Linked DNA regions of Gossypium hirsutum: region 2 is linked to region 1. The links are chromatin contacts, called in public Hi-C maps. All regions are on one chromosome and are shown on one strand. The core of a region is the stretch at or near the end of the contact, and the rest is flanking DNA. Distances in the headings are between cores, read along the strand shown.

Evidence for each region. Hi-C and Micro-C count contacts between places; a contact is called where the count stands out from the background.
Region 2: a contact with region 1 is called in a Hi-C map of leaf, with 2.3 times the contacts expected there. The contact joins the promoter of LOC107916563 here to the enhancer-like site in region 1. A contact is called at or near these places in 6 of 34 Hi-C or Micro-C datasets (anther, hypocotyl and leaf).

The regions. Positions count from the first base shown.
Region 1 is chrA01:101,825,350-101,828,524 of Gossypium_hirsutum_v2.1, forward strand. LOC107916519 (phosphatidylinositol 3-kinase, root isoform) reads left to right here. Exons shown (of 17, transcript XM_016845774.2): 16 at 152-299; 17 at 390-1,461. The coding sequence ends at 527. Among protein-coding and RNA genes, the nearest start is that of LOC107916519, 14 kb to the left of the region's middle. Within about 2 kb of position 1,317, at least 1 of the 9 cell types and tissues checked has an H3K27ac peak or open chromatin away from gene starts, as enhancers often do.
Region 2 is chrA01:101,898,530-101,901,605 of Gossypium_hirsutum_v2.1, forward strand. LOC107916563 reads right to left here and starts at 1,746. Exons shown (of 6, transcript XM_041110996.1): 1 at 1,531-1,746; 2 at 948-1,054; 3 at 679-843; 4 at 200-322; 5 at 1-45. The coding sequence starts at 1,534.

The sequences.
Region 1 (3,175 bases), core at 67-2,566:
TTCTTCCTCCTCCTCCTCCCCCTCCCGCTTTCTTTCCATCTCTTTCTGGTTAAGTATTAGATTACGCATGCCCATATTTGTTCATGACCAAGGAAATTTAAATTCTTTGCCGAGACATTAAGGGGTGCATAAATGGCTTTTCATTTTGCAGCCAATATTATACAAGGTTCAAATCCTATTGTTGTGAAGCATACAACATTCTCCGTAAATCCAGCAACCTTATATTAAATCTTTTCCATCTCATGGCCGGTTCCAACATTCCTGACATAGCATCTGATCCTGAAAAAGGCATCCTCAAGGTGGGTTCCTTATGTTCTGAATCCGATGATCATTCTGGGACCCGCTCTTTTTTTTTTTAACCCATTTTGAACTGTTCTCTTTTGGTATAGCTCCAAGAGAAGTTCCGGTTGGACTTAGATGATGAGGCCTGCATACATTTCTTCCAGGATCTTATCAATGAGAGTGTTAGTGCCTTGTTTCCTCAAATGGTTGAGACTATTCACCGGTGGGCTCAATACTGGCGCTGATCTCAAAATCAAGTTCAGGATGTTGAATACCTGTTGTAAATACATAGGGGTATATTTAGCTTGCCTCCTTTGCTCTCACCCCCACTTGGACTAGCCCTTCAATATTTTGAGGTTGTGCCCCGTTAGTTCATTAAGGTTTAAGGCAAAAAAGATCTCACAGTGGCTGAAACTGACTGGGCTATCAACCAATGATAAAATCTGACAGGTTTATGCCAGCTGGTGTGCTCTCTGCGAAGGTCATTGAGGAGGTAAACCCGATCTGATATTGTGAATGATTGCAAATATAGTCCTTTATGCTTGGGTTGTATGCTCTGATATGACTTAGAACTGTGTCCACGAACTGGATAGTTTCAACCAACGCGATGTATGAATTTTTTTTTTTTTTTGTTTTGGTAGAATATACAAAAGATTACATAGAAGTGTTCATAAGTGAATTGCCAATAGTGTTTTCTTCTTTTAGGACCTTTTCAATCTCCATAGGGGATCATTAAACATGTGCAATTCTTCATCATTCAAGAGAGCCAGTTTTGCTAAAGCATCTGCAATCCTATTATTCTCTCTAGGAACACATCTCAAAGTCCACTTCTCTTCATTAGCTAGTATTTGTTGAATCCTCTTGATTAGGGTAGAGTTTGATCCTTCAAGTTTGCTGTTACTAATAGCTACAACGATCTCGAGATTGTCAGATTGGATGTTGACCTCATCGTATCCTTGTCTGCGATGTATGATTTTCATGCCTTGGATTCCTGCACAGGGGGGGTCCTTGCAGATGCTCCTCTTGGAAGTAATTTTGGTAAAGATGTGGGCACATAATTTTTCCCACACCCAGAGCGTCTTATATTTATTTAAACTTAGGTTATGACTTTGTGTTGTGAATTTGAATCTTTAGAAAGTGTAAAGCTGAGAAATGGAAATAAAATCTTAATTTTAGTGATTTGAATATTTCATATTATGCGTTTAATAAAAAAAATATAAAAAATAAAAAACCTAAATGGAAGTAAAATCATTCAACACATTTTTCATGGAAATAAAATCTAAACATTGTTTCTTTTGAAAAAATTATAAAAATCTAAGCGAACGACTGAAAAAATATTAAAATTATAAATTTACGCAACTAGTTCACAGTATTCTTAAAATCAACATGCAAAAATCTTCTTTATGAAAATTTTACAACTTTGATGACATCATAAGGAAATGAAAATGTTTTAAACAATATCTAATTTTCGTTCAAAAACGTATGCTAAAACGTTGATACAAATATTCAAGAAAATATATACCTTTGAAGTACGGATGATTAAAAAAAAAACAAAGGTTTTTTTTTTTACACTTATTTACAAATTGGGTAAATTCCTCTCTTTTTTTCACTTAATTAACTTTTATTGTTATCATATTAAAATTAATGAATATTAAATTGTTAAGCTTAAAATATAGTTTTAAAAAAAGATACATATTAATAGCATTTATCAAATTAAATTTATACTTTTCAAATATAATAAGAGTTATTTACATTCATTGATTAAAGTAGAGTAAAAGATAAATATAAAATTACAAAAAATCAAATATCAACAATTTTACCTGAAAGAAATTATTGATAATATAATTTAAATTATAACGTATTAACATTAATAACCAGAACATGATCAATTTTAATTGATTCTAAATTAGTTAAGTATTTTTAAAACATTTTGTAATCACATTACCTTTTTCAATTTATTAATCAATTTTTTGAAAAATTCATTAAAAAATTTAAATAAAAACTAATGTTATAAAAATATTATAAATTTAATATACACAAATAATCAGAATACAAACTAATAAAAAACTATACAAGTGAATTTAATATATCATCACATGTACTTATAATTTTTTCTTGAAAAAAATGGTAGCTTCATTTGCAATATATAGAATAATTATCCATATAGGAATTATTATAATTCTCATAATTTTTTTGTATAATTACATTACATAAATTATTACATAATTTTTTTTAACATTTGTAATGTTTTTATATTACTTTATTACACAAATTATTACAAAAAACTTATAATTATACAAATTATTAGAAACTTTAAACTCTAAATTCAATTACACAAATTATTATAATTTTGTAATGTTTTTTAATAATTATACAGTTATGCGAAACACGAAATTGTAGTACGATCCTTGAGTGGATGACCTACATAGAAAAAAAATACAAACACAAAAAATAAAAGCATATGCAAATAATAAATAAAAATAAAAGAAAACAAAAACCAACAACCAAATCCAAAATAATAATAGTATCTTTAAGTTATATTCTCCAAATTTTAAACGAAATGTAACTTCAGTCTTTGTTGGAGTTTGACTCTGACTTCACTGCCATCTTCCTCTTGTCTTTCCTTCCTACAGTACTTTTATAAGCTTTCTTGACCGAACGACGACGTAACTCGTCTTGGTTTGTGCTATGGAAAACTACCCCTTTAGTTGGAGGTCGCTTCAGAATGAACGCCTCATCTAAGTTGTGGAATTGGGGCATCAAGGTATCCTCATCCATATTCTCCCCTTCTTCTTCTTCTTCCTCTCTTTCTTTTTTAGTAGCCACGCCATGTGGATTCTTGTCAATAGAAGCACCATGGTGGAAGGCAACATAGGGATTCACCAGCCATTAC
Region 2 (3,076 bases), core at 496-2,995, 74 kb after region 1:
CTGTCTTTGACCTTCATCAACTAAAACCTTTCTAGATATCACTTCCTGAAGCAGAATATCAGTTCATGAAATAAATATATGAATTTCCTGAGACTGCTTGAAGCATTGAAGCTGGGAATGCCATTGCATCAAATTGGCAATGGTGTCCTAAATAGAAAACTTCAATCTACTATTATGGGTCAAAATATACCGCTCTTACCTTAATGTTCTTGAAAATTCTCTTACTATCAGGATCAGTTAAAATATCATACACTGCATCTGGGGGCAACCCAACATCAAGTTTTGCCTTAAGGTTGCAAAGAGAACCTTTTGGCACACTAACCTGCCAAGAATAACATTAGCCTAATTCTTTGCAAATTAATGGACCCTTAGAATAAAATATCCAAGAATGTAGATAACAGCAATGTAGGGCAAATTATATTTTAAAATTAGAAGCCAAGGGATTTCTACAACTTTGGCTATATGAGTGAAATAGCACTAGGAAAGTTCATGCTTTTGACTGGCATAGAGTTAAAAGCTTTTACTAGCAGGCACTCGAGAGTGAGTGTCAGATACTTGTATCCTTGTTTAACTATGTGTCGGATACAAATGCTAGTATGGGTACTTCATGAAAAATGAAGAGTTCGGGTCACATAGCTGTTGAGAAGGAAACCATGAAAGTTCCCAATAACTCTTTACCTTTATTTCTGGAGGTTGATTGACCCACGAAGGATTTTCTCTCCAAGCTTGCAATTGTTTCTCCAGATCAATCCTCAATCCAGCAAATGAACCCTTCTCCTTCTCGAGAAAAGAGTTCGCAGATTCAAATCCATCATTATCTTTTGCTAATCCCTTGAACTGTGACTGAGGCCAAAAAAAAAAAAAAGGAATTTTCATTCAAATTCAGAGATACTTTAAAATAATAGTCAATTAAATGAATTCCCCCCTACGTAGGAGAAATGGCTAACCTTAAGATGGTTTTGAAGTTTGTTAGGAAGCTGCACAAAAAAGGCAGAAAAAGCTTGATCAAGAAGCTTGGGTTTTCCATTTTTCCCTTGCATCTCACCTGTTAAATCTAAAACATAGTAATACAACTGTTAATCCACTATCACATCAGCAAGTGATTTAAAATCCTATCAAAACTTCCAAAATTTTAGAACTTCGACTAAGAAGAGGATGAATGATAAAACATACATCATAAAGCTTATTCATTAAAGTTGAATGTAAGGTGGTCATCCTAAGAGCCAAATATTCATATTTTTGGCCGTGAACCTAAGTACCAAAGATGAAGTCAAACAAAACCCTCGGTAAGAATGGAGGAGTAAAAACTCCTAGAATCAGTTTCAAATAGAAATTACAGCCACAGACAAGCCCTTTATACGATTAATCATATTAAGCCAGCCTCGAAGCAACGCCAGATTAAAAAATATATATATCAAAAAGCATAAAGAAAACAACTTCGAGTCAAATACTAAGCAGTTAGCAGTTTTTGATGGTTTTTGCAGCAAAATTCAAGATTCTCCTTCAAAGAAGGCCAATTCGAATACATACCCATTAAAAGTTAAGGAGAAAAAGATAGAAAAGATAGAAAAGATAGAAAAGGTAGAGAACAGAAAACCCAAAAGCAGAAATTAGGGGACCAGAAAAAAAGGCAAATCGAAGTAGAAATGTAAGAGCTTTTGGAATGAAAAGTAAGACAAATACTGAGAAAATGAGTGAAAATTCAATAGCCAAGTTTATCTCATCCTAATATAGATTGGAAATTATCGCGTAACTACGAGAAGTTCTGCACAGTTTATATATTTTTTTTAAATTAAGTTTTAAATGATGTATAATTACGTGAGATTTTTAAATATATTAATTTTAAACTTATAATTATATTTATTTTATTGATGAAATAGTATATCAATTGATAATAATAATTATTTTTATTTTATTTTATTTGATAGAAAAAATACAGTAAAATAGTGACTATAAGGTAAAGAAAACACTCATGTGCGATATTGGACATAGTAGCAAGATGGTCATTAAGTAGTTCTTGGATCAGGACTGAAGGTTCTTCAAACAACTGCAAGTTGTTGTAACTTAAGCTGGCAATTTTAGCCATATGATCGATAATTTTGTTGTGGTCTCTGGGAATATGTTGAATCTGAACTTTCCAGTTGCGGCGTAAGAGTTGATGGATCAAGCGCAACTCTAACATCCTACTATTTGCAACATCTCCAGCTAGGAGTGTTTCAACTAACAAAGCATTATTACATTCCAACTCCAACTGTTTAAAACTAGTCTTTTATGCTACGGTGAGTCCTTCTAAAATAACTTTTGATTCAACCTTGAAAATCGTATCCTTGCTAGTCCTCATAGCAAAAGCACACAGCCAATTCGTGCAAGAATCTTTGAAAACTCTTCCAATCGAAGGACTATTAGCGAGAGCCGAAACAAAACCATCTTGTTGAGTTTGATCCACCCTATCTTTGATGGCATCCAATATGCAGGGATGACCTTTGAATGTCGAAAAAGCTCAACTGAACCTTAGTTCACAATACTTTTAGCCCAAGTAAATCCTATAAAAATAGTATCTTCAATGCAACTATGGCTATTATTAAAGATAAAATTGTTGCGACTTTTCCATAACAGCCAACACAAAATAAAAATCTGTGTCTGTCAATCCTCCTCCTTATCAATAAACCCCCTTGATTTGTCAAGTTTCAGACTAACCATTCATTCACATTTCTTGAGAAGAAAGCATTTCTAGCAATGTTAGTAACAGCAACATGCCAAACTGCTTTAAAAAATTCACAATCTCGGATTGCATGAATACTTGACTAAAAGGAATTCCTGCATCGAGGGCAATGTCCTTCATTAGTCATGTGTCTTCGAGCCTGCTCACCATTGGTCAAGAGCCGATTCTACCAAAACATCCAAAGAAAAAACATGAACTCGTCCTGGGGCTTTATTTTGTCAAATCAGGTTCCAGTTCATAAATGATTCAACACTACCAAGTGAGGAAAGGTTCTTATAAGTTTTAACAAAAGAAAATGAATGGTTGGCAAACCATTTCCAAGTGATTTGGTTAGACCCTACATCATTACAAGGA